4 separate regions of the Mus musculus genome follow, and regions 1, 2 and 3 are each linked to region 4. The links are chromatin contacts, called in public Hi-C and HiChIP or PLAC-seq maps. All regions are on one chromosome and are shown on one strand. The core of a region is the stretch at or near the end of the contact, and the rest is flanking DNA. Distances in the headings are between cores, read along the strand shown. Region 1 has its middle 6.1 kb from the start of Gm52922. Region 2 holds the start of Apold1 (apolipoprotein L domain containing 1). Region 3 overlaps Ddx47 (DEAD box helicase 47). Region 4 holds the start of Hebp1 (heme binding protein 1).

Region 1 (7,133 bases), core at 75-2,574, 180 kb after region 4:
CTCCCTTCCTGTCTTTCTCTTTTTTTTTTAAATTTTGAATAATTTATTATTCTAAGAAAGAATAAAGTATGGAAAGTTAGTGTATCTGAATCATTTCAGAAAGTAGAGCTGTTTCCACCGGCAGACTTGAGTTTTTAGCACCTTGGAGAAGACAGTTAAGACAAGTGGTACTGCCTGTCTCAGATGACAGGTGGGTGCTAATCTGGCTGAAGTCATGTGGTTCCTGTGACTGGGGAGTCATTTGGTTTTTTGAGAGTGCCACAGAACAACTTAGGAGGAAGGGGTTTGCCCAACATAGCTGGTGGTTAAGATGGACTGGAAATGCTGGGACCACGAGGCTGAGGCTGGCAAGGTGGTCAGATGGACAGTCCGAAGGTACTGACGATGCAGTACATGGTCTTGTTCTCCCATCGGACTGTGCAGCTTCCGTCTGTGGAGCTGTCCCAGAAGCAGGAACTTGCGGAGTGTAACCCAGCACCGTTCTTCTGCATGATCACACAGGTCACAATGTATTTAAATGGTCTCCCCAGTTTGGTGAGTTGGCTCAAAGTCTGTTCTAGGACATTAGTGGTCCACTGGTTGACTTTGCTGTGCTGGTAGGCATTACCACCGATGGCGCTTTCTATAGCCTCCTTTACAATGCTGCTCACTTCATCAACAACAAATGCAGTCTCCTCGGAGGCCTGGAAGTCTTCCATCTTTAACGCGTCTCCTTCGCCCGCGGAGTAGAGTGGACTCTCTCTTTCTTTTTAAAAATTTATTCATAGCAATTGTGACAAGCGGCCTGTCTTCATTCCAGTATTATTATTTTATGGTGAATTAATTATCATGAAACACTCTCTGTCATAGATCATTCTACTTCCTCCCCTTGAATCCTGTTTTGAAAGACAGGTGAGATTCTGCTTTGTTCATTCAGCACACACTTACTAGAAACCTACCATGCCCAGGACACTGGTCTAGGCACCTGGATTCAGCAATGCACGAGGAGACTTCTGTCCTCTGCAGCCTCAAGGACCTAACCTTTGTTTAGCTGGCTCGTTGGGAATGTACACATTCTCTGGCCAGGAGAATATGCTCTCTGTCCTCTCTGAAGCTGGGCTGTGGCTCTCTCCACCGTTGAAGACTCTTTCGATTCTGAGATGACTGTCCGTAGCATGGCAGCTTCTGAGCAGTGAGTGCTACACAGTCCCATGGAGAACTATAAGTGGTGTCCAGCTTGAAAATATGACCGTTCCTCTAAATAATCTAAAATAGGGTGCTCTCTTTTGAGAAGACAACTTAAGTCCGTGAGTCATTGTCACTAGCCACGAGGCTAAGTGGAGGACAAGGAACCCAGAGGCTGCTCCAGGGGTCATTTGGGTGGGGTGAGTTCCTCATTCACAGAGAGGGGTGCAGAGATCTATTGGAGTTTTAGACAATCCTGTGAGGACCTAGGCAGTTCTCATTTGAAATGGAACCCAGCTGGCAAGGTTTAGAGCCACCCCACATTCTAGGAATTCTTCTAGTTATTGGGTCACCCTCAGTCTACTAGCAGATTCTGCAGAGCTTCTATGAGCTACAAAATGGCTCCATTGTGAAGAAAGTAGAACACACACACACACACACACACACACACACACACACACACACACACACACACAGAGAGAGAGAGAGAGAGAGAGAGAGAGAAAACAGATAATGTATTTTTCCTACTAATTTTGTAGCCTTGATAAACAGTTTTATCTCAATTTTACCTCCCCAACAATGCTTAAAAAACAATAAAGAGGGGCTGGGGAGAGAGAGCAATGTGGGTTAGAGAGCTTGCTGCCTGCATATATGGAGCTGCATTCAGATCAGCACGCAAGTAAAAAGTTGGCTGTGTCTGGGCTCACCTGTAATGCCAGCACTGTGTGTGACAGAGACAGGAATCCTGGGCCTTGCTGGCTGCCAGTGTAGTTTTGTGTCCAGTGAGAGATCCTATCTCAAAGCAGTAAGGCAAAGAATAATAGAGGATACTTGATGTCCTCCTCTGGTCTCCATGAGCACGCACACAGGCAAGCCCACCCACATACAGACCCATACCCACATAACCCTGTGTGTCTACTGCACACTGACTCACCTATACACACAAAGCAAGAAGGAAAGCGGCCAGAGGCTGGCTCATCCTGCAATTTCAGCACTTGAGAGGTTGAAGTAGAAAGACTGTTATGAGTTTGAGGCAAGCCTGGGCTACCTAGTGAGACTGAAACTAGCCTGGGCTATGAATTGAGATCCTGTTTTAAAATAAGAATAGCAGTAGTAACAAAAAAACCTAGCAAACAAACGCATGAACAAACAGGCAGACATACAGTGAATGTGTGTCATAATTCATTATGCAGATGTGTTATCTTACATTGTTGTTTATTATTGTTAAAAGTTTATTTAAAATATGTAATTCTATTATTTTTCTGTTTTCCTTCCCTTTAAACTCTCCCGTACCCACAACAACTCCCTTTCAAATTCATGACCTTTTTTCTTTAATAATTATATGTGTGTATGTAGATATATATATTCGCAATCCACTGAGTCCGTTCAGTGTTGCTTGTGTGTATATGATTTCAGGGCTGATCTCCGCTGGAGCCTACACTAATCTGGACTTGAGTCTTTATGTTTGTCCCTGTGAAGGCCAAAGTCAGTGGGGCACACCCAGCCCTGCCCCTGCTGCAGCCCAGCCCCCAGCTGAGGAATCTGTGCAGCTGTCACCTTGCCACCAAATGAGTGTGGACCTTACATTTTATTGCTTCTGAGCTCAGGCCAGAAATTCCTTGGCAAAGATTCGATCAGCTCAGGCTTGACTGATTCCCTTCCCCAGGCCTCGGAGGGGAGAGCCTGCTATAGCAGGATTCCAGGGTCTGCACACTCAGTGGGGACAAACTGCCAGCACATGGCCTGCTGCTCTTGTGAGTCTGATGTGGAACTGATGAGGGGCATATCCTGAACCACAGGGATTATGGGATAGGGCAAGGATAAAGTGACGCCATGCGAGGGTAGAATGTGGACAGTGGGTATGCTCAGACCGAGAGCAGGCGTGAGAATAGGGGGGTTGGTAATCCTCTACTGTATCTTTAGGGGTTGGCTTCTGTGCAGCTCTGTGTTCCTGGGTCAGGGATCAGGAAACTGTATGAACTGTCAAACACCATTCACGAGATAAGAAGGGAACAGAGAAACCAGAGAAAGCTAATCTTCATTCATCTATCCATTCCTCTCTCACATGACTTCACAGGACTGGAAGAAGATCCATCTGGGACAATGTTATGGAGAACATTGTAGATTGTGAGAAACATTTCTTTTGGAGGAAGCTCAAAACCTGAGTGCTTAAATCGGTTCTCTAAGATTAAACGTTATTATGTGATGAAATCAGTGCCATCTGGCCGGCTGATGAATGGGAAACCGTATTTAGACAAGATGTCAGCTATGCTATTGTGTGTATAGATGTGCTGTGTACAAGGAGTTTCACCAACATATTGTTTATGGTGTCCACCACCCACTGAGAGGGAATTGGTTGGTTTTGTTTTGAGGCGGGAAGATGACCTTGAAGTGGCAGTCAGCCTATCTTTACTTGGCAATCGCTGAGAATCAGCATGTATTGCAATTTTTATGCGGTACTAGGGATCAAACCAGGGCCCTGTTCATCCTGGGCCAACACTCTACCAATTAGGCTGTGTCCCCAGCTTTATTCATGGGGGATTATCTAAACACTTTATTTTGCAGAATTCAATGTAGCTGTTACAAATAATGACTCATTGGAATGCTAAGGGGTTTTGTTAGAGGAGACCTTTTGTGGTATGAAAGAGTTGGTGTCCGTGAATGTGTAGACCATCTTGAGTAAGCCATATGTATACAAGCATATATATGAAAAGATGTTTGAATAATTACCTAAAAATTAGGCAAATGGGTTATGTTAATGTGTGTGTGTGTGTGTGTGTGTGTGTGTGTGTGTGGTGTTGGAGATGGAATCTGGGACTTTTTTATGCTAGGAAAGTGCTCTGACACTGACCCCTATACCTTCACCCCCCCCCAAACACACACACACACACCACATCTAAAGTTTGTTCAGTAATTCTTATCTTAAAAGCATGCATGTTTTGCCTACATACATGTAGTATGTGTACTGTGTGCATTCAGTGCCTGTAAAGGTCAACTTAGCATGTTGAATCCCCTGGAACTGAAGTTACAGATGGCTGTGAGCTGCCATGTAGGTCCTAGGTACCAACCCTGGAGCTTCTGCAAGAGCAGCACATGCTCTCAACTGCTGAGCCACTTCTCAGGCCCCTATTTTAACTCATTTACATATAATTGTATCTGTAAATTTTGTTTAAAGATTGCATGTCATTTTACTTGCTTTTATGAAGATAATAAAAAAATGTTGTTTTGAATAGAACTACCTGGTGATCTGTCTCTTGAGCATCTACCCAAAGGACTCCACTTCCTCTTACAGGGACATTTGCTATCCATGTTCATTGAAAATCATGAAATCCATGTTCATAGGAAATAGAATCAGCCTAGATTTCCATCAGCTGATCAATGGACAATGAAAATGTGGTGTATGCACACAATGGAATATTTTTATTCAGCACTGAAAAACAAACGAAATCTGTAGGATAATGGATGGAACAGGAAAGTATTATTCTAACTGAAGTAGTCTGTGTTCATAGAAACCAGTGCCACGTGCTCTCTCTCATAGGCAGACCCTAGCTTCAAATGTTTGTATTGGTGTATTTAATATGCTATGTATGTCTGAGGAAGCTAGAACAGGAGTGTGAGGGTGGGAGTGGCTCAAGGGGTGAGCGGACGGTAAGGCACAGCTGATATGAACCTATGGAGGAAGAATAATGGGGTTTAAAGGGTTAAGCAGGAGTGAGTCAAGGCTACAGGGGAGAGGAAGGGTTGGGAGTGGGTTTATCAAAACTAAAGATGTATAAAAAGACCTTTGCAGAAAATTACTATGTTGGAAGCTAATTAAAAATATATAATTAAATTTAAAGGACCTTCACCGAAAGTATCCTGCATAGATGTGCAGTGCTTCCTTCAGAAGACACGGATCATGAGTGCTAGGTGTGGCCTTTTCCCTATGAGTGATTGGTCAGGGAGGCCACAGATATCCCCAGCACAGCCCAGGCTTGTCATTGTTCCTGATTGACTACTAGAACTCATTGGCAGGCCACCGCTGCTGAACTCTACGTAGAAAGACATAGGGAAATTAAGGTGGAACTACCTTCCTCCCTGGTAACTGTTTGATGGCAGAGCCAGCAGGCTCTATGCAGGCCTCTGGAGGGCCAGGGAAGCTATCAATGATATTACCCAGCATGCAACAAAACCAACTTGCCAGCCAGGCTGTGCCTACTGGTGAAATAATGTGTGACTGTTACAGAGGTAACCAGCAGGCCTACTGCATAGGAGGAAATTCATGCCTGTCACTCTAAGTCTAGGGAAAAAACCCCATGCCCAAAGGGATCATAGGCTCTTGATGGGAGCCTGCTACTATTGTCTTGATAAATGGACGAGCCACCACACTGTTTCCTATATTTGTACGGTTATGCACTTTTCTCTACCTCTACCCTCTACACTGCAGTGGTCAGAGAATGGGGAGGAGTGTTGTGAAATGATGTCTTCTTGTCACGACATGGCCACTGCACTCACAAACTCACTATAGGTACAGTGACCCGCACAAGATAAAGTCAACAAAGCTAGACAACATCCCAACAAGAAATGCTAACCGGATTCAGTGGGTTATAAATCACCAGGAAAAAAGCAGAGGACATGAATCACTCAGGGAGAGATTGTTGGAGATTCCTGGGGAGAGTAGAAGGAGGGAATTGGGAATGCATGTGGTCATAATACATTCTTTACGTATGTAAAAGTATTAAAAATAGATTAAAATCAAAACTTTAATAAGTTGTTTTATAGTAAGGCTATTTATAACACTCTTCTTTAGTAATTTTCTAGCACATAAGATTATATTATTAACACAGTATGGTGGTTGGAAGGAGAACTGTCTCCCACAGTCTCAGGTATCTGAACACTTGGTTCCCAGATGGTAGTGCTGTTTAGTGGAGCGGTACAGCCTTGCTGGAGGGAGCACATCACTGGGGATGGGCTATTGAACTTCAGTCTTCTCATTTCCACTCTGACTCTGTTTCATGCCTGTGGTTGAAGATGAGCCTATTCATTCTGTCTAATTGAAGCTGTGGACTCGTTGTCCAGCATTTTCTCAGCCCTATCTCCAGGCTCTAGAAAGTACCATTCGTCTCGCTCTGTGAGCTACACTTTCTGTAGACTGAACATATGGGTGAAATCATGCATTGGCCTTTTCCATGGCTGGCTTATTTCACTTATCAGTGTGTCCACCTGGCTCATCCATACTGTTAAAGATGATGATATTCTTCGTTTTAAAGGCCAGATAACACATGTGTGCATGTGTGCATGCATGCGTGCATGTGTGTGTGTGTGTGTGTGTATTTTACCATCCATTTATGAACACCTACATTGGTCTTATATCTGCTATTATTACCTATAGTCAAAGATCAAACCATTTAAGGACTGAATCCCAGCTTGCAGCGTCAGAGTTTTGCAGTGTCAGGATAAAGTTTCCACATTCACGTGGCTTAGTTACTTCCCTTCAGTAAGCAAGAAACCACTGCCTGATGGCAAGCAGAGGAAGGGCAGTATGGAGTGTGGCATCCCAGATCTTTAAGTGCAGGTGGTTAGTATAGAGTATAAGTTAAGACAGCTCCAGTCCCTGCAGATAAAGCCTCACTTTATGAGTAAAAGTGGGGGAAGGGCAGGGGAGCAAGGGGCTGAAGAGATGGCTCAGCAGTTAGGAGTGTTCCAGAGAACTCGAGCTCGGGTCCTAGCACCCATATTGGGTGGTTCGGAACTCCCTGTAACTAACGCTAGCTCCAAGGGATCTGACCTGCACTCTTGGGCACATACCCACACAATAACACACACACACACACACACACACACACACACACACACACACACACACACAGTTTTTCAAAAAAGTAAAAATAGAATAGTTGGTTTGAGTCTCTGTGGACAGGATCACTCTACAAGTAATCTCAGAGAGGTGGCTTTGGAAACATAGAAATGTCCAAGTCTTACTAAGATGG
Region 2 (6,756 bases), core at 1,772-4,271, 190 kb before region 4:
GCTGTTGCTGAGGTAGAGCTTTGCCACTGGCCCTGTCAGTCACTCCATACCCTCCGTCACCCTTCCCTGCCTCCTATGTCATCTTACCTGTCTTAGTCAGGGTTTTTATTCCTGCACAAACATCATGACCAAGACGCAAGTTGGGGAGGAAACGGTTTATTCAGCTTACTCTTCCATCATCAAGGAAGTCAGGACTAGAACTCAAGCAGGTCAGGAAGCAGGAGCTGATGCAGAGGCCATGGAGGGATGTTCTTTACTGGCTTGCTTCCACTGGCTTGCTCAGTCCCACACGGCAAGCAGGTGAAGGGGAGAAAGCGAGACTCCCTTCTTCCAATGTCCTTGTATGGTCTCCAGCAGAAGGTGTAACCCAGATTGAAGGTGTGTTCCAGATGACCTTGAACTCAGAGATCTCCCTGTCTTAATCTTCTGGAATCCATAGCCACTATGCCTCAAGATCTCCATACCAAGATCCAGATCAGAATCTTCTATCTCCCAGCCTCCAGATTAGGGTCACTGGTGAGCCTTCCAATTCTGGATTGTAGTTCATTTCAAATATAGTCAAGTTGACAACCAGGAATAGCCACTACATTACCCCACCAAAAATCCCCCTCCCTATGTTCCCAACTTATATAAGGAAGACACTGATGCCATAAAGTTGGTTCCTGCTTTGATAAGGCTCCTGGCTTGGTGTGTTTCTTTTGGACCGTGGGGCACTCGCCATCCAGCTCAGCCCCGGAGAGAGACCCCGGCAGGAGTGAGGCCCCTCTCCTCTCACCTGGACCTGCTGGCAAGGAGCCAGCTGGTGCTTATCATAGAAAACCCAGTCCCTCTTCTTCCTCTGTGTTTTGTTCTGTTTTCCTAAGGTAGGAACAGTTTGCCACACACCTCTGGCCTGATGTGCCCAAAGTAATGGGGCTAACAACAGGTCATGAGCCAGAACCTCAATGCTATGAGGAAAATAAACCCTTTTCTTCACCCCTGACGCCCTTTACACACACACACACACACACACACACACACACACACACACACACACACACACACATGGACCAGGGACCTGCACAGGAATGGCACCTACCAACAGTGTGCTGGGCCTGTCTATATATGTGTGTGTGTGTGTGTGTGTGTGTGTGTGTGTGTGTGTACATGCACGTGGGAGTAAGAGAATGGCTTTGAGTGTTGTTCCTCATGTGCTGGCTGCCCTTTTGTGGTTGGAGTAGATAGAGCTTGTGATGTAAGCTAGGCTGCTCGACCAGCAACACCACACTTGGCAGTTTTAAATGTAGGTCCTGAGGATTAGACTCAGGCCCCTGTGCTTCCAGGTTTTGCTCTCCAGTTCGGGCTGACCTTGAACTTTGAGCAAACTATGATGCTTCCTTCCAGGTGCTGGGATGACAGGCCTGTGCCACCATGCCCAGCCGTTCTGCCTCTTATCTCAAGAGTACAAGTAGACGCTGGGGCCATTCTGCTCGGTTATGTCTATTCTGTAGGAGCTATAACCAGAACACTTGGACGTGGACTAAATTCTGACTGATCAAGGTCAAGAGCAGCAGGGTGTGCTGCAGGTGGCACTGCTCTGGTAAAGACAGGTTATCCATACGAAAGTGAGGGGCTTAATTGTGTTCTACAATGATAGAGCTGTTGAAACTTTCCAAATGGGGCAGAGCAAGAGGCAAGTTCAATGCCAGTCTGATCTACTTAATGAGTTCTAGGCTAGCCAGAACTCCATAGTGAGACCGCACTGAACAGATGCAAGAGACTCCAAATGAATAAGGGGGACTTTTGTTTCGTTTTGGGAACAGGGTCTCACGTAGCCCAGGCTGGATTCCAACTAGCTATGAATCCGAAGCTGACCTTGAATGTCTAACCCTCAAGCTTTTACTTCCTGGTGCTGGAATTACAGGGGTGGGCCACAGTGATGGGTTTCTGGGTGCCAGTGTTAGAATCCAGGGCCTCCGCGTGCTAGTCTACTGCACCTCCAGCTGGAGACATGAATCATTTAGGTGAAAACCAGTTTGGCCTTTGACGATGGTGTCAGGGGTCCTTTGGTGAGACTGGGTTTCCCAACTAAGCTTCAGCTTCTCCCCTCCCCCCACCCCCACCCTAACTGCTTCAGGGATAGCTATGGGGTGCATCGCCATCTGGTCTGGGTAAAGGCACAGAAAGAAGCTACATTCATTTCCCCGCCTGCACGCTCTGTAATAGATAACTGTTTTTCAGACCCTGCTGGGGAACCTGTAGCTAGAATCCACTCATTTAACCATGATGCAAGCTACAGTCCTCGCTTCATATGAAAACCCCGGAAGCCATCATCTCCCCGCTGCCATGGAAAGTGTATAATTAGCTCGGTGTGCAGCTTGACCCCAGTGATTTTTCTGACGCACTTGGCCCCGCAGTGTGCCCTTTTTGAGACCTCCTGTGTCTTCTCCACAGCTGGAGATGCCCTAAACTGCACGCAGCACTTCCTGTGGGCGTGGTCTTGAATTTTAGGCGCTCCTTGGTGCTGGCTGCCCTCCCTTAATGGGTCACATGCTTCAGCTACTTACATCCCCACAAAGCTCTTTGAAAAGGACCATGAGTGGCTGTATCGATCATAATTAAGTTTTCCGGTCCCTCCTATTTCTTTTTAAAAATGATTTTCTGATGGAGTCCTCTCAAAGAAACACTATAATTGGGCAGCCTGGGGCATGTGGGAAAGCCTCCCCCGATGGCGTCAGTAGCTATTCTCAGGAGAGGAAAGGCAGGGTATCCCCACTGGGAGATGACAGCACTTGTTTCAAGTTGGGGAAGAGCCTGTGGTTCTCTTCCTGCGTTTGGAGGGGAAAGCGAACACACAATATTCATTTCCTAAATACGGGACGTGCTTTGCCAGCGTCTCTTTTTCCAACATGTCATATCCTGGCCGAAGGCAGCAGGGGTCAGGGCAGGAAACAGCAGCTTCTCAGAATGAGACAAGGCTTTCCCAGAGCCGTCATTGGCTCCTGGGAGCTATAAAGTATGCTCGTCCAGAAACAGTCTCCCACTTTTCTTCCTGGAGGCCAGAGTGAAGGGTAAGTGGGGAGTCCGAGGGATGTGTCTGCAATGGGATTGGTGATATCGGGGTCAACTCTCGAGGCGTCATGTATTTGGAGTGACTTTTTCCCAACCTTCTTGTTACCTGAAAACTTCTTACTGGTCAGCTAGATCATGGAGGTCAACCAGGAGCTGTAGGACCTATGAGTCAGGAGACCAGTGTTCTTCTGGGGGCACTGAGAAACATCAGCTGTTGGTAGCCGGTCTCTAAAGGCCTTCATCTTAACCGAGGACAATGAGTTCTGGCTGTGCATGCCGATGCAAGCCTGGAATTCTAGAACTCAGGAGGTGGAGGCCGGAGAATCGGGGGTTTGAGGTCAACTTGGACTATGTAACAGCCTGTCTTTAAAAACAACAAAAACAAATGGAGAAAGATAAAAAATTAAATAACTTCTGCCCTGCTCGTTCAGGTCCGACATGCTCTTTCAGTGACTTATTTGGTGCCTTTAAGAAGTTCTGACTGGTGGAGAGTACAGTGTGTATGAAAATGGGGCTCCCTCATTACCAGGACAGATGGCCTTTTACAGATGAACCTGGTACATTCAGCTTTCTCCCTTAGTCACCTTTTATTGGCTTCAGTCCATCTGGACCCAAGGAAGCCTCCAGTGAGCTGCTAGCTAGCACCTTTTCTTTTTTACCTTGAGACAAATTCTTGTTATGTAGCCTTGGATGGCCTAGAACTCAGTATTTAGACCAGGTTGGCCTTGAACTCTCAATGATCCTGCCTCTGCCTCCCAAGTGCTAGGATTAGAGAGAGGGACAGGGACATTGAGAGAAGGAGAGAGAGAGAGAGAGAGAGAGAGAGAGAGAGAGAGAGAGAGAATATAATGATATAATGAGAATGGGGGGGGCAAGTACCTTGAGTCCCTAGGACACAAGTCTCCACATAATGAAAAGTTTTTGTTACGTTACATGCACGGTTTGCTACTTTTAAGGTGTTCTCTTCTTTTTATTGGTCCTTGTTTGTCAGGAGTTGGGGAATAGAATAGGGTGTCACACCAGACAATGGCTCTACCCCTGAGCTGCATCCTCAGCCCAAGTGTCATTTTGAAAACAGAGCAAAGTCTCTGTTTTCAGAGCATTTACCTGGAGCAGCTTTCTAATAGTCTCCACCTTCCCGTTTAAACCTTTATTTAAATCTGTGGATGGTGTCCATAGATTTTGTTCCCTGGAAGGAAAGCAGAAGACAGCATAATCTCTGTTGGAACGCACAGTTAACGGGTTCTGGGAACTTGTGTGACTTGTCCCAGGCTCCAGAGCCTTTGGAAACTTGACCCATAACCCAGTAGTAACCTACCTCCCTGTTCCCAGTCCTGAGTGGTTTATTTATTCGTGTATTCATTTCGGCAGCCTTGTGGATTGAGTCTGAGGGTTGAACGCTAGGTAAGTGATCTACCATTAAGGCAACACGCCCAGCATAAAGTCTATTAATTATTTGAGGACTCTCTAGAGAGTGCACCGGGCAGCTCTAGCCTAGGGCAGCAACGGGTGCGGAAACTCGGGCTAACTGTGCGTCTATGTCCCTCACAGGGCATGGAGAAGCGGGCGGCCTGGGAGCCGCAGGGCGCCGATGCGCTGCGGCGCTTCCAAGGATTGCTGCTGGACCGCCGTGGCCGGCTGCACAGCCAAGTGCTGCGCCTGCGCGAAGTGGCCCGGAGGCTGGAGCGGCTACGCAGGCGCTCCCTGGCGGCCAACGTGGCGGGCAGCTCTCTGAGCGCCGCTGGTGCCCTGGCAGCCATCGTGGGGTTGTCACTCAGCCCGGTCACCCTGGGAGCCTCGCTCGTGGCGTCGGCCGTGGGCTTAGGGGTGGCCACCGCCGGAGGGGCAGTCACCATCACGTCCGACCTCTCTCTGATCTTCTGCAATTCCCGGGAGGTGCGGAGGGTGCAGGAGATCGCCGCCACCTGCCAGGACCAGATGCGCGAGCTTCTGAGCTGCCTGGAGTTCTTCTGTCAGTGGCAGGGACGCAGGGACCGCCAGCTGCTGCAGAGCGGGAGGGACGCCTCCATGGCCCTTTACAACTCTGTCTACTTCATCGTCTTCTTCGGCTCACGTGGCTTCCTCATCCCCAGACGTGCCGAGGGGGCCACCAAAGTGAGCCAGGCCGTCCTGAAGGCCAAGATTCAGAAACTGTCAGAGAGCCTGGAGTCGTGCACTGGCGCCCTGGATGAACTTAGTGAGCAGCTGGAGTCCCGGGTCCAGCTCTGCACCAAGGCCGGCCGTGGCCACAACCTCAGGATCTCCACTGATCTGGACGCAGCGTTGTTTTTCTAAGAGCATCCTCTACCTATATGGAATGTTCTAGAGTCGTAGCATCCACAGGGAAGTGCTACATGGGTGGAGTGCAAAGGATGATAGGAACTCTTCTTGCAGGGCTTCCGTCAGTCCTTAGCTCCTTGTGTGTGTGAAGGACTTTTCGCTTGTGTAATCCCAACTGAGTATGTGATCCTTTTTGTCTTTGTAGGGATTGTAGACCCAACCTGGGCCGCGGAGCTGACTTGCTCTGCTCTTCCCACCCCAGTTTATCCACTCATAGACCAAATCTGACTATTGCATACTTTCCCAGCATGGCTTCAAATTCACACCTCTAGGTACCCTGAGAGGGAAAGCCACCCGAAGAGTCACTTTAATCCCAACATACTCACCCGCCTTCACTTCTGTAAAGAAGCTGGGGGAGGGGTGAGATGCAGTCCCTGACAATTTTAAATAACTGACCACAAAGAGGAGAGCAACGGCCTTTGAGTTAAACAGTCTTGGACTGATCACAGGCTCTGTCCCCCACCGGTCGTGTGACTTAGCCACCTTCTCTTGCTGAGACTTGGCTTGTTCAGTGACACAGATGGTGGTAAGAACACACCCTGTTGTGAAGCCCTGAGATAAGAAAGGACCTTCAGAGTCACTCTCAGAAAGTCCAGGAAAGACTGGCCCAGCAGCCCAAGAAAGACTATGCTGTGTGCTTGTAAAGCCAGTTACTCTGTCCCCTGTAAACTAGAAGACAGAGCAGCACAGACCCTTTAGAGGGCAGTGTTGCCCATTCCATGTAGAGACTGGTACAGAGGTAATGTGAAGTTACCAGCAAAAACAAACAAAATCAAAAACAAAAAATAAAAACAAAACAAACAAACAAAAAAAACCCCAAACCTCTTTATCCTCTGAAAACTCCAGACACCATATCTTTATTTATTTAAAATTAGTTATTTAATTTCTGTGTATTATTTACATTTGATTTTATTTAACTATAGCATTTAGAAAATAATAAGAATATTAAGGGTCTGAATAGGAAGGGAGTCTGTTAAGGCTCTTTCCAGGAGGTCAGGTTTGGATTTCTAGAGTCTTTTTCCCTCAGAGAGGACTCTCTAGTGTTTGGCACGATCCCTGTAAGTAAGATGGGGGAGTCCTGAGGAGAGAGAGAGAGACTAAACTGATTTTTAAACTGGTAAATGGAGTCTTGAATTGTGGAATATATGAATGATTAAGCCTGTGTGTCCTGAAGGTACTTTGCCAGAAAGCACTTGACTTGAAAAAGAAAACCTATTTAATTCAGGAGTGGAGGAATAGAGACTCATGAAGGAAACATTTAGACCTTGGAAACCTGTCCTATGAAATTCTGTTTTTATAAAATTGTGTTATGATAGAGATCTGTCACATTTTGACTTTGGGGCTGTAAGAAACCTGCTATCTATG
Region 3 (6,848 bases), core at 1,725-4,224, 140 kb before region 4:
CCAGCTGTGAGATTCTGTCCAGAGACCACTCGGCCAGCTGGGAGAACGTTCCTCGGGATTGCAGTGTCATTGCAATGGGACAACTTTTACAGTGTTGACACAGGACTGGCCGCTCTTCAGCTTGCATTCCTCACCTGTGACACAAGTGCCGTGTGCTCTTCATGCTGCACCTCTGCCTTCCCACCTGCAAGCCACGGCCTGGCGGATGGAGAGCGCTGACTGTAGTTAACTGTAAAGCTTCTACAGAATGGTGTGTACGCCACCTTATCTCAGCCGGCATTCAGCCTGATGTGGGTCAATAATTATTATGATTAAAGATGTATTTTTATTACCTGTGTGTGTCTGTGTGTGCACTTTTATGCAGCTACCCAGAGGCCAGAGGAGTTGGCCTCCCCTGGAGCTGGAGCTGCAGGCAGTTTTGAGTCACCGCTGTGGATGCTGTGGATGCTGAGAATCAAGTTCAGGTCCTCTAGAAGAGCAGTATTCAAACTCTTTGGAGACCTTGTTATTGAAGGCTTTGTAGCTCCTGCTGATGGGGACCTGTTCGTGTCATTATATGGCAGCTTAATTGGTTGTCTTTAATTGAATTAAGACATTAATTGGCATGTTGAAAAATGAAGAGCAAGATGATGGATGGCTTTAAAGAGAAGTTCTGTTTAGAGGAAGCTGCACTTTCCTGCTATTGGTGCGGCAGCAAAGGGCTTCAGAGCCCCAGGTACATTCATTTTCCTGATTCCTTGTCTAGGGACTTTACAGGTTGCTGGGGTTACAGATGTGTGCCACTATGCCTGGAGACCAAACCCAGGGCTCGTTAGGTTGGGACTCTACCAACAGAGTAGCCCGGGCTTTGCATTTAATTGCTGTTCATGGTGCATTTGAGTGAAGGATGAGTTAGAGGACTCGGACAATCGAAAGGAAGCGGGGAGGAGCCATCCATACTTGTGAGCAGTTGATCTGAGTTGGGCACCCTTGGGGCTCATTTTCTAACCAGTCATGCTTTCCTGATAGGCTTCTCCAACGTGACTGTGGTGGTGACTTTATTTTGCATCAGTGGACAGCTGATGGGTAACATTGTCTCCCTGTGAAGAACTTCAGAAGCAAATTAAAATTGGATTGGGGACGTGTCTGAGGGCTCAATAAAAATCTGGGGAGTGTTCCAGCCTGAACTTCTGCTAAGCAGTGGTTCATGGAGCTGAGATATATGCATAATTTTGGAGAGATTTAAAGAGTGGTTGAGGAAGACGCCAGACGTTGACCTCTGGCTTCTACATATACATGAACACACAGGTGCACACAGGAGAACTAGTACGTCCATATACATAACCCGTTGTGCCAGGCTTGGAGGTGTAGCTCAGTTGTTACTCTGAGGGTCCAAGACTCAACTAGATCATTTTATTATTCTTGGTCTTATAAAAATGCAACAAACACCCCAGAATTTGCCTGACTCTTCACAGATGTCTGGATGAGAGCCAGAGAGCTTTCCAAGTAGCTTCCTGTCTCTGAGCTATCTATCCCCTACATCTGATGCCAGTTGCCAAGTGCCTCAGCTCTGGGAAATGGGACCAGAAAGAACCAGAGGGCAGTGGTGTTGGTTACAGCAAATGAAGGAATCCACCTTATCAGAAGCAGGTGACAAAGCATGAAGAAGGCATGTCCTCAAAAAAGAAATTAGAGACTAGGCTGTGGCAATTCTAATCCAGAGTTCTTGAGGTGAAACCTAGCCTTGGGGCAGATAATAAAAGGGTGTGAGTCACTCTTGGGCTGGAATGACAAGAGACTCAGCCCAAGCACTGGAGATTCAAGGGTGACCCACACCTACATTCTTTATGCCTCACCTGTCTCAAGAATGCACTAAAACTACAGCTAAAAATAACTGCAGAAACTTGAGGTCTGGGAAGTATCGCCAAACAGTCACACCTAAGTAGACAAGAGCTCTGGGCCATGATTGAAGACAAGAACATGCTCAGCTGGAGGCCACACAGTCTGTAGGACCCTCATACCTGTTGATACCGCTGGAGCTTGTCTTAGAGACTTTGTTGCTGTGAGGAGACATCATATAAAAGGAAGCATTTATTGGGGGCTTGCTTATAGTTTCGGGATTATGCCATGATCATCAAGCTAGGGAACATGGCAGTAGCTAAGTGCTTAGATCTGATCCACAAACAGGAGGCAGAACGAAGGAGATTAGGCCTGGAATGGGCGTTCGAAGCCTCCAAGTTTACCTCCAGTGACACACCTGTTGCAACAAGGACACGCCGCCTAATTCTTCCCAAACACCTCCATGCATTGGGGGCCATTCTCAAACCATGGTAGAGCTTTCGTCTGCTTACAGCCATCTGTTCATCTGATACCAGTAATCTCAGATTTTAGGAGGAAGAAGCAGGAAGATCAGGAGTTCAAGGCCAGCATCAGCTGCGTAGGTAGTTTGGAGCCAGCCTGGGCTACGTGGAAACCCCATCTTTTGGAAAACAGAGCCAGTGAGGTGGCTCAGCAGGTAAAGGCACTTGCTACTAAACCTGAGGACCTGAGATTGATCCCCCCAGGACTCATATAATGAGAGAACTGACTCACAGAACTTCCTCTTAATCTCTTAACATCCTGTGATAGTTTCCACCCTACCTCTGATAAATAGATGCAAAAAAATTTTAGGTCAAAAGACCCAAACAAAAGCACATACACAAACCAAAAAAACAAAACCAAATTTGATTCCAAATCTCAGTCCTTATATGATGTGTATGTGTGTCTTTTGTATGCATTTCACATTATACACTCAACAAGCACTTACTGAACGAAAGGAATCAGCCAGTGGTGGCAGTATTGCATTTCCTTAAATGTGCTCCACATAACAAATGAGTGTTATGCCTATAAGCTTTCAGATGCCAACTTAGTTTCCAATGGGCAACCATTAAGAGAGGATAACAGAACATCTTCGTTTTCACCGGTAGATGGCAGAAGGGGGAAATGCTCGCCCTCACTTCCTCTGTGGGAAAAAATAGTTACTAGTGAGCAGTGACTGGGGTGCAGTGCAGAATCAAAGGGCACACAGTGTACTCTTGTGTGGCCTGCAGTGACTAAGGGGTAGCAATCAGGGCAGGTATGAGAAGTACCTATAGGTATCTGAAGGGTGATAGTCTTTAACAGGACTGCCAGGCCAGGCCTGGGGTGTTTCCTCACAGGTAGAGAGCTTGCCTTTTGTGTGCAGGGATCTCTGGGTTACCCAGACTCTAGGACTGGGAGAACTAAATGCTGTATAAAATGCAGCCTTGCTCTGTTCCCTGGTCCCTATCTGTGCTAGCTTTCCATTTGTGCTAAAGTCTCCCCTGCCTATCTAGGTATTGATAGGTCACCAACTCCTGGTTCTCCCCCTCCAGTCTGGAGCCTGGGAATACAGGCATTTCCTTCCCAATGCACAGTGTGTATGAGAGTAAGTTGTTCAGGGTCTTGAATCCTCTTTCACGATATATCCCTCTGTTTTGCTGTACCCTCATCCAGGCCAGTCCATAGCTTTCACTTGTCCATGTTATCTCATGGCTTGGTGCCAGGGAGCTAGTGAGTCACTTATTCTTTTTGTCTTTGGCCCAAAGTGATGGGGACTTGTCCTCCATCCAAAAGAATGATAGCAGCAGTCAGGCATGATGGTCAGCAATATTGGGCTGTGGGCCTGAGGGCATAGCTCAATGGCAAAGGCTGTGTTTACATGCACGTGGCTCTGGGTTTGATTCCTGGCATTAAAAAGAAAATGAGAGGCTGGACAGACGTCTCAGCTGCTGAAGTGCTTGCTGTACAAGTAGGAGGGCCTGAGTTCAGATCCCCGGAACTCATGAACAGTTGGTGTGGTGGCCTGTGCCTGTGATCACAGCACTTGGGAAGGGAGGCTGGACATCTGGGACTCTCTAGCCAGTCAGTGTAGTCAATTGGTGAACTCTAGGTTCAATGAGAAACTCTGTCTCAAAAACAAAAAAATATGGTTGTGGGCTTGTGGGGTGATTTAGTGGGTAAAGGAGCTTTCTGCCAAGCCTAACTATCTGAGCTTGGTCCTTGAGACCCATATGATAGGAAGAGCAATCAAGGAAGACACTGGATGTTGACCTCTGGCCTACACACACACACACACACACACACACACACACACACACACACACACACACGAGTGAGCCTTCCCATGTTCAAAACACATACCCTTATACCCACACACACCATACCACCCCAGAGATAGAGATGAGAGAGAGAGAGAGAGAGAGAGAGAGAGAGAGAGAGAGAGTGTGTTACAGAACAGAGACAAAGTGTTTTATATATATCTTTATAAATTTATAAAAAGTATATATATACAGATATGTGTGTGTACATATATATTATTTTACCTCCCAGCCTTGAACACTGGCTCTTTCCCCTCCATTCTCTGAAGATGAGTCCTCTGGTGACTCTACCTTGCTGCCTGACATCTCAGAAACTCGCCAGTCCAGGCTATTAAACCCAGTGCCACCTTCAAGCCAATGCTCTCCTTGTGATTTTCAGTGAGTCAAGAGAGCAGAGACCATGACAAGTTTTCTTGATTGCCACGTTTTTCTTAACTCAGTCAGGGTTGTTTTAGACACACGATGGCGAACAATGAGGTTGTGGCCAGCCTGCTGGGTCTTGGCACTCTTGGGTCCTGACACCCATCATTTCCCTTGCTGGAGGCCATGACTCAGTTTTTGAGGAAACTTCTGAAAAGCTTGTTTGTGATACTCCTTCTTGGTCACCCCTTATTCTGTGTTTACTTCTTTGAATTTTCCCAAGGAGATTCAAGAATCATATAGGGAGCCGAGAGTTGCCGCTAATAGAGTTGAACCAAGGCTTCTGTTGGCGTTTGTTGGTTTTCGTGGATTTCAGAGGATGAGGGTTCAGGGAGTGGGTGGAGAGCTCAGTCCTTTAATCCCAGTACTCAGAAAGCCAAGGCAAGAGGAGTGTGTGTAGCCTAGGCTGGCCTACATGGGAGAAGGCTGGTGAGGTTGATCAGGAGCTAAAGGCTAAGCTTTACAGAGCGACTTTAGTTACTGAGACCTACATAGCAGGAAGAGAAAACAGACGATGCAAACTGTCCTCTGATTGCCACATGCACGCCTTGGTGATAAGTGGGCATGTGCATAGATAGCTAGCTAGACAGACAGACAGACAGACAGACAGACAGACAGACAGATGTTAGGATAAAAATATTTAGAAAAAGAGAGGGAAAAGAAATAGATTTGAAATTTGGTCTCTACCCCAATATCCTCAAGAAGTCTCACATACAATCTGAATTTTAGGCTTCACACGACGTAACATCAACAGAGTCTGCTCGTGCTACCTTAGGGGACCCTTAAAGGAAGTGTGTATGTGTTCACACATCTGAGTAGGTTTTGTGATGTGCCCACGAGCTCAGAGCTATTATAGAGGACAGTAAAACAGCTTATCCCTGTTCTAAAAGCCTCCTAGCAGATCTTTGTTTATAGCTCCTGCAAAGGGAATTACAGAACTCTTCTCACTGACATCTTGCAGCCTGAAGTCCTTTGTGAAAAGATTTCTGAGGAATGTTAGGGGGAAAAAATGAACTTTTAATTTTGTCTTTGTGTGTGTGTGTGCGTGTGCATGTACAAGTGTGCACACTCATATGGAGGTCCTCTTTCTTTTTCTTTTTGTTATTGTTTTTTGTTTGTTTGTGTGTTTTGAGACAGGGTCTCACTATGGAACTCTAGCTGACCTGTAATTCACTATATATTCCAGGCTGGCCTTGATCGCATATTAATTTTCTTAATAAACACACATTTTCCTTAGCTTGTGAGGGTTATGGGTTAGTCACATTTGGTACCACCCATCTGCAGAGCCCTCCTCTGGGAAATTCAGATTAACATGTGACCACGAGGGGTAGCCTTGGAAGGGGCAGAAGACCTCCCAGGACCGGTCTGGCTAGAGGGTTGGGTGGAAATAAGGAAAACCAGTGCACCTGGCTGGCAGAGGGGAAAGAGGAAGTGCCGAGGTTTATAGCCACATAAACCCAGGGTTTATGATTAACCAGCATCAGTCATTTCCTGACCCTCCTCCTGCTCTCTCAACACTCCTTGGGACACTCCCTGGTCAGTGGCCCATGACCAAGGCTCAGTCCTTTCCCCTGTGGCTAGAGGAGTTATTTTTTCTGTTTTTTAAAAATTCACTTTATTTGGAGCTGAGACGAAAGGATGGACCATCTAGAGACTGCCATATCGAGGGATCCACCCCATAATCAGCTTCCAAACGCTGACACCATTGCATACACTAGCAAGATTTTGTTGAAAGGACCCAGATGTAGCTGTCTCTTGTGAGACTATGCCGGGGCCTAGCAAACACAGAAGTGGATGCTCACAGTCAGCTATCGGATGGATCACAGGGCTCCCAATGGAGGAGCTAGAGAAAGTAACCAAGGAGCTAAAGGGATCTGCAACCCTATAGGTGGAACAACATTATGAACTAACCAGTACCCCGGAGCTCTTGACTCTAGCTGCATATGTATCAAAAGAGGGCCTAGTCGGCCATCACTGGAAAGAGAGGCCCATTGGACACGCAAACTGTATATGCCCCAGTACAGGGGAACGCCAGGGCCAAAAATATGGGAATGGGTGGGTAGGGAAGTGGGGGGGAGGGTAAGGGGGACTTTTGGGATAGCATTGGAAATGTAATTGAGGAAAATATATAATAAAAAATATTAAAAATAAATAAATAAATAAATAAAAGAAAAAATTCACTTTATATCCTGATAACTGCTTCCCTATCCCCCTCCCCCCTGCCACAGTCCCTTTGCCTATCTCTCCCCCTCCTCTGAGAGGGTGGAGACCCCCTGGTTATCCCCCACCCTG
Region 4 (6,763 bases), core at 3,088-5,587:
TCACCTGGCTTCTCCTGGGCTGAACCAGAGCACTCCTATGTCACACTGCTACTGCTTTCCTTCTCCTCCTCTCCTGAGACAGGATGCCACTCTGTGTGCCAGCAGGCTAACCTCAAACTCACAGTGATCCTCCTGCCTCAGCCTCATGGGAGCCGGGATTACAGGTGGGAGCCATGTCAGGTTCCTGTTGTTTCCTTTGATGCCCACGACGCTCCCACTCATTGCTGTTGCTTCCTCTGCCTGGAAGATATTTCTGCTGCCCCTGTACTCCATCAGATGAGTCCTACTCATGGAACAGGTCCTCGTATCTGGAATTCACCCCCTCAGAGGGAGGCCTATCTAAAACAAATTTCCTGGGATAGCTTGCTAGGAGGGATTTGTGTTAGTGAAACACTTCTTGTAACTATAATGACATAATAATATGCATAAGCCTTATCCCTAGCCATAAGTCTGAATCAGGACTGTATCTAGAACCACAACTTGCATGTTGTTGATGCTCTATAAACACTTTCCTTCCCCCCCTCCCTCCCTCCCCCTTCCCTCCCCCCCTCCCTCCCTTCCTTCCCTCCCTCCCTTCCTTCCCTCCCTCCCCCCCTCCCTTCCTTCCCTCCTTCCCTCCCCCCCTCCCTCCCTCCCTCCCCCCCTTCCCTCCCTCCCTCCCCCCCTCCCTTCCTTCCCTCCTTCCCTCCCCCCCCTCCCTCCCTCCCTCCCTCCCTCCCCCTTCCTCCCTCCCCCCTCCCTCCCTTCCTTCCCTCCCTCCCTCCCTCCCTCCCTCCCTCCCTCCCTCCCTTCCTTCCTTCCTTCCTTCCTTCCTTTTTGGGAAGGAGGGCCATAGATTTGATTTAATTTATTGCCAAGGACTGCTATAGTGACTGCTTAATTACAGGCACGAGACCCTGGACAATAACGGCTCTCGGGGGAAGCCAGCTCAGGTCTCTTCTGGGTGCTACTTGTCCACAGCATCAGTGCTCACACCTGCCATCTGCATCACTGGACCACTGTGAAGAGTTAAGTGTAGAAGATGAACATTAACTGGGTGTGGTGGGACATGCCTATAATCCCAGCACTGGGAGGCTCAGCCTGGCGCTCCATGACACTTTGTCTCACAAAACCAACACTCCAAAGAAAAACTAATGAATGAATGAATGAATGAATGAATGAATATGGATGTAAGACAGGCATGGTTGTGTGCGCCATTCCAGGCACCTAGTGGGTGGAGGTGGGAGGATCAAGTGTTCAATCTGGGCTATAGGAGATCCTATTTCATAAAAACGGAAAGCAAAAGCAGAAAGACAGGAAGAGAGAGAGAGAGAAAGAAGGAAAGAAAGAAAAATGGATGCTGTCTAGAAAACTACCAATTCTATACAGAGCTCTATATGGATGTATTATCTAAGTGGAAGAACCAGCCACCTGTGTGAACAGTGCTGATTCACATCAATCACACCAGAGCGTTCTCCTGTTCCGTGGAACACAACAGCAGCCGTCCTCTCCCCCACCTCCCAGTGGCTGAGGCTCTCAAGAGCCAATATTTCACAATTGGTGCAAACTGGGTGAGGGTCAAACTCCAAAGGCCTTAAGAGAATGTCTCTTGCTCTGGGCTATTCAAGTCCTCTTTATGGTCATTTTGTTTTTTGTTTTTCAGGCTACTTGTAGTCCATATGATGATGTTTAGAAGGCTGTTTTCTGATAAGAAGCAACTGTTAAGAGGACTTTCTATGCATTGCTGTTCCTTGAAACACTTAACGTGAATTCAGTCATCCATCGCTGCCTCCAACAAGCCCACGGTGTTAGTGCCTCAGCCTTCATCTTTAGAGCTATTGGGGAGTAAGAGGTTAGGTACCACGTCCAGGTCACAGTGGGCAGATGGTGGGGCCAGGACTCAAACCCAGGCTGTTGGTCTGGACATATTTGCATAGGTTGGGCCGAATGACATCAGTCATTCCTATCAGCCCTGTCCCAAGCATTCTCAAGACCCACCCAACTAAGCACAGAGGGCTCCCCATCCCTCCCTCCCTGAGCAATGAAGAGCCTGATAAGGTTGGACTGGAATCAGTCTTGAACACATGGATATTGTGAAGCCTGTCTGGCATGGGGCCCCTGAAGTGTGCCTTCTACCTGCCAGGGGTATAGATGGCAGAATCTGACCTAGACTCTTTGTAGGATAAAGCAGATAATTATGAGAGAGAGAGAGAGAGAGAGAGAGAGAGAGAGAGAGAGAGAGAGAGAGAGAGAGAGAGAGAGAGAGAGAGAGAGATTCTCCTTAGAATTGCAACAGCCCACCCAAGTCTATGTAAAAAAACAAAGCTTACACTTATCTTTGAATATTTAATAGCTTGTCAGAGGGAGTGTTCTTTCCCCTTTACGGTTGAAGAACCTGGGGGCTAGGGTAGCTGAGATGTTAAATAACTTACTTACAACCCTCCTGCCTCCACTTCTGAGTGCTGGGATTGCAGCCATGCCTGGTTTAATAAACACTTAGTGAGGTAACTACTAACTACACTATAAGTCTTTCAGCAGGCAACTCACACTTTGGTGTGAGCTGCCTGATGTGGAGGCTGGGACTTGAACTCACGTCCCCTACAAGAGCAGTGCACACTCTTAGCCGCTGAGCCGTTTCCCTGGCCCCACAGTGTGTATTTCTTATTTGCTCATTGGCTATAGGAGCCTAAGCTTCACAAAGGCAGAACTGTGACATAGACTCACCTACTCTGCTGCTATAGAGCTCCAGCTTGGAACTCACACAGAGCCCACTCTGGCCTCAAACTTGTGGCAATCCTCCTGCCTCTGCCTCTTGAGTTCTGGGATGGCAGACATGAACCACTGTATCTAGTTTGGTTTTGTCCACCCTTAATCCTCATTTTCCAGCTACACGGCCTGCACAAAAAGTGTTATTTGTTAATTACTCTTTAATTGGGGGATTTCTTACAGAGAACTTGGGTATCTGGAGTTCCTTAAAGATTTGGCAACACTAGTCCTGGGGAAGTTCAACTTTCAGCACGCTTCAGTTGCCACCAGGCTGTATAATCTAACCAGCCCATTTCACTCCTTTTCATTATCTGTCTTTGAACTCGTTCGTGTCCCTGCGTGATCAGGGCTTCAATTGCTTGTTCTACACACAACTGAGGAGCCCCTGAGAGGGGGAAGGATGGCTTGACAGAACTCTGGAGGGCTGAGTCTAGACTAAAGTTGAGTTGTGGGCTTTGTGTGAGGTTCAGTGTAGTAGGTTCCAGACCTTGGCCCCCAGGTAACACGGGCCTTTTATCCAGAATCATTATAATAAGAGAGTGTCCTGAGATAAAATATATGTCAGGCTGAGGGAGCAGATGAGTTGCAAAATACTCGGCTTGGTTTGCACAAGGCTCTAGGTTTAATTCCCAATATTAACCAACCAATAATCAAATACATGCCTTCAAGATTATACCCGAGTACCCAAACTCCTAACTTTCATGAAAGCTGACCGGGTGTCCTGATGCCCCTCTGGTGCCGATGCAAATTTGGTAGACCAAGGTGATTAAGTCTCCTCGCTCACTCCATGCATCCAGCACTAGCAGTTGCAACCGTGCAGCTCTGAGCCTTTGCACAGGCACTTGCCTGGGAACTCCCACACAAGCGGAGCTTAGCAGCCCACAGGTTGAAGGGCCCCTTATGGCTCCCTAGCAGATATGCCTGCTGCAACCATGTGTCTCTCACAAAATTGTTCAGAATGTAGCCAGGCGTAGTGGGTCATGCCTGTAGTCCCAACTCTGGGAAGGCTGAAGTGGGAGGAATATTGCGACAGAATTCGAGGCTAATCTAGGTTACACAGCCAGTGTCAGGGTAGCCTGGGACAGAGTGGGTCTCTGCCCTAAGAGGGGGGGGGGGAGTTCAGACGGTTTGGAATGCTTAAATGGACAGATGCACGCAACAGGCAGTGTCCCACTCGCCAAGATGGATCCTTTTCCGCGTCAGTGGTCTGGCTGAGCCAGACTGCTCTTTCCCCTCCTTCCCAGAGCAAGCGCCGGGCAGTACAGGGCGGCCCCAGCCGGAATGCAGCTTCGGTCACAGTCCCACCCATGGCCCCGCGGCACCAGTTTCAGCCCCGGCCAGGGTGGGGACGGCCGCGCAGAGTCCTCCTTCAGGTCCTCTACACCCTGCCGGCCTACCTTGCCCCCGGTGCTTAGAACCTGCCAAGGCCACGTTTCCACGCTCCCGAACAGTGAGTTCCTGATCATGCCCAACATGGTGACGCCGTGGGGTCTGGCCGATCGAGCGTACACTCACTGGCAGTAAGGTCCACAGGGCGAGGGGCAGTAAGCGCGTGAGTAGACAGGCGATTGGGGCGGGGCTGCGGCGGTCTCCGCCCACTGGGCGACACCGGGCGTGGCCTGGGCAGCGTCCCCCAAACTCCACCCACGTGAGCCCAGTCTCCTGGGTGCGGAGCTGGTTCAAGCCTGTAGCACCCCACTTTGTGTATACTTTCCTTAGTCACCCTCTTCCTACCTCACTGCATCTCACAGATGATTAAAAACAAACCGTGTTCGTTCTTTTGTGACAGGGTCCTGCTATGCAGCCTACGCTGGCCTGAGGATCCCTCCGCTTCAGCTTCTGGAGCACTGGGCTTGCAAGTGATCACTGTCACTCCTGGCTTCATCTTCTAAGGGGATGGAAAAGCCACTCTTAACCTTTTTCTTACTGTTTTCTTTTTTAACTTTGTCTTTTTAGTTTGTTGGGCAGGGTCTCAGTGTCCAGGCTGGCCCAGAACTCACTATTGTAAACAGGGTGGCTGGGAACTCTGCTGTCTTCCTGTCTCAGCTTCCTCCGAGCTGAGGATTATGGGAGTGCGTCACCATAACAAGCTCTACAGTGCATTTAAAAATGGTTTTACTTTAAGGTGTGTGCGCGCACACTGGTGCGTTGTATTCCCCTGGGAGCTAGTATCACAGGAGGTCCCAAAGGTGGGTGCTAGGAACAGAACTGAGATCCTCTCTGAAGGCAGTGTGCGTCTTTAAGAGCTGAGCCATCCCTCCAGTCCCAACAGTGTATTAATCACAAGTTTCACACTACTTGCCCAAACAACAGCTCGTTCAGTCCCCTTATAACCTAACCGATTTTGTCAGGATTTATTTTATTTGAGTGTTTGTTTCTTGCCAAGTACTTTGTAAATATTACCTGTACTCTAGTACACTCTAGGATCATTAATATACACACACCACATAATAGTATCACAGATATTATTAGGGTACTAGATACTAAATCTACACACATCACACAGTCCTAGTATCACAGTTGTACATGTACCCATCTTACGGGGGTGGGGAGGTTGAGGGAATGGTGTGAAGATACTGAATAGGAGCAAAATGCATATGCAAATGATATGCAAATGATATATACATAAACTGTCATAGTGAAGCCCATTGCTTTATATGCTATCTGTCCTGGTCAACTTGACACAAACAAGTGTTATTTGAGAAGAGGAACCTCCATCGAGAGCTTGTCTGCATCAGATCACCTGTTAGCCAGTCTGCGGGGGCAATTTCTTGATTAATGACTGAGATGGGAGGTTCCATTCAACTGTGTATGGTATTGCCCCATGGCAGGCAGTTCTGAGTTGTTAAGAAAGTAGGTTGAGCAAGAAGACCTAAGGAGCAAGCCACTAAACAGGACTTCCCCACGGGGTCTGCTTCAGTTCCCACCTCTGGGTCCCTGCCTTAAGTGATGGAATGTGACTGTGTGTCCATTGTGTCCAAGTGTGGAGCATTGTAAGAAAACAATAAACCTTTTCCTCTCAGAGTTGCTTTTGATCATAACAACATATTATTATTAACATAAAATTTTATATATTATATATTAATATTTTACACAATATTGTACATATTATATGTTACATATAATTAATAATAAATTGTTATTGTTATAGTACCAATATAGTGACAAAAGCAGAGGGAGAAAAAGAGGAAGTCTGAATCAAAATAAACAGGTTTTTCAAACCACTGAAAGCTCGTGGTTTATAACCCCCTGACCCCGCAGGAATGGACCCTCTCTTACCCCCTTCATATCTGGCTTCTCTGAAAGGCCACTTCAAATCCTGTGTCTTTATGACCAGTGGAACAGGTTCCTCTTTGTTCTAATGTCCTGCCCATGTGACATTTGTTCGTGCACCTTGAACCTGATGGCTGAAATGGCTTAGGTTGGCTGCTACTGAGCTGTGATCTGAATCGTCCGTTGTGTGTAGCTGCTGTATGTGTATGTGTGTCTCCTTGACAAAGGGAAGTGGAGGCTGAGCTAGGCAGAAGTCTCAGCAATAGTCATAACGATGTCCTCAAGTTTGGTGGGAAGAAATACTCACGTTATTAACTGCGTATGAAAAGAGGGCTTTCCCATAGCTTCATTACAGATTCTTTCATTGGTGTATAATAAGTGGCTGTTTAATTAGTTCATACTTTGTTTCTTGACACTAAAATGCCATTTATATTAAGAGGCACTATTTTTATGTACCATCAAGAAAGAAACAAAATGTTACTGAAGAAAAACTATGTTGGGGCTGGCGAGGTGGCTCAGTGGGTAAGAGTACTGACTGCTCTTATGAAGGTCCTGAGTTCAAATCCCAGCAACCACATGGTGGCTCACAACCACCTGTAATGAGATCTGATGCCTTCTTCTGGTGCATCTGAAGTCAACTACAGTGTGCTTATGTATAATAATAAATAAATCTTTAGGCCAGAGCAAGCAAAGACTGAGCAAGCAGGGCTGACCAGAGTGAGCAGAGGTCCTAAAAATTCAATTC

What was found. A called contact is a pair of places that touch in the nucleus more often than the background predicts. HiChIP or PLAC-seq counts read pairs in DNA pulled down with a chosen protein or histone mark.
Region 1: a contact with region 4 is called in an HNF4G HiChIP or PLAC-seq map of pancreatic cancer cells. The contact joins the enhancer-like site here to the promoter of Hebp1 in region 4. A contact is called at or near these places in 1 of 39 promoter capture datasets (pre-B cells) and 5 of 115 datasets of contacts at active chromatin or transcription factors (bone marrow-derived macrophages, double positive thymocytes, embryonic stem cells and 2 more).
Region 2: a contact with region 4 is called in a Hi-C map of erythroblasts, with 2.9 times the contacts expected there. The contact joins the promoter of Apold1 here to the promoter of Hebp1 in region 4. A contact is called at or near these places in 6 of 39 promoter capture datasets (the 3T3-L1 cell line, embryonic stem cells, fetal liver and 1 more), 1 of 484 Hi-C or Micro-C datasets (erythroblasts) and 8 of 115 datasets of contacts at active chromatin or transcription factors (bone marrow-derived macrophages, embryonic stem cells, microglia and 1 more).
Region 3: a contact with region 4 is called in an HNF4G HiChIP or PLAC-seq map of pancreatic cancer cells. The contact joins the enhancer-like site here to the promoter of Hebp1 in region 4. A contact is called at or near these places in 2 of 39 promoter capture datasets (3T3-L1-derived adipocytes and trophoblast stem cells), 7 of 484 Hi-C or Micro-C datasets (the F1.1 cell line, embryonic fibroblasts, embryonic stem cells and 1 more), 7 of 115 datasets of contacts at active chromatin or transcription factors (embryonic stem cells, microglia and pancreatic cancer cells) and 2 of 9 other capture datasets (adipose tissue and liver).

Annotation. Positions count from the first base shown.
Region 1 is chr6:135,349,052-135,356,184 of GRCm38.p6, forward strand. It overlaps the pseudogene Dynlt1-ps1. Among named protein-coding and RNA genes, the nearest start is that of Gm52922, 6.1 kb to the left of the region's middle. Within about 2 kb of position 1,325, at least 81 of the 459 cell types and tissues checked have an H3K27ac peak or open chromatin away from gene starts, as enhancers often do. A contact at or near this core is called in bone marrow-derived macrophages and pancreatic cancer cells, where this site is marked.
Region 2 is chr6:134,978,980-134,985,735 of GRCm38.p6, forward strand. It overlaps Apold1 (apolipoprotein L domain containing 1), which reads left to right and starts at 3,022. Exons shown (of 2, transcript NM_001109914.1): 1 at 3,022-3,050; 2 at 4,603-6,756. The coding sequence starts at 4,606. The coding sequence ends at 5,346. Gm36428 (a long non-coding RNA gene) reads right to left here and starts at 4,666. Exons shown (of 3, transcript XR_003956531.1): 1 at 4,159-4,666; 2 at 3,158-3,415; 3 at 2,919-3,076.
Region 3 is chr6:135,023,442-135,030,289 of GRCm38.p6, forward strand. Ddx47 (DEAD box helicase 47) reads left to right here. Exons shown (of 12, transcript NM_026360.3): 12 at 1-335. Among named protein-coding and RNA genes, the nearest start is that of Ddx47, 15 kb to the left of the region's middle. Within about 2 kb of position 2,975, at least 69 of the 459 cell types and tissues checked have an H3K27ac peak or open chromatin away from gene starts, as enhancers often do. A contact at or near this core is called in pancreatic cancer cells and trophoblast stem cells, where this site is marked.
Region 4 is chr6:135,163,878-135,170,640 of GRCm38.p6, forward strand. Hebp1 (heme binding protein 1) reads right to left here and starts at 4,338. Exons shown (of 4, transcript NM_013546.3): 1 at 4,143-4,338. The coding sequence starts at 4,220. RefSeq lists an enhancer at 1,778-2,051.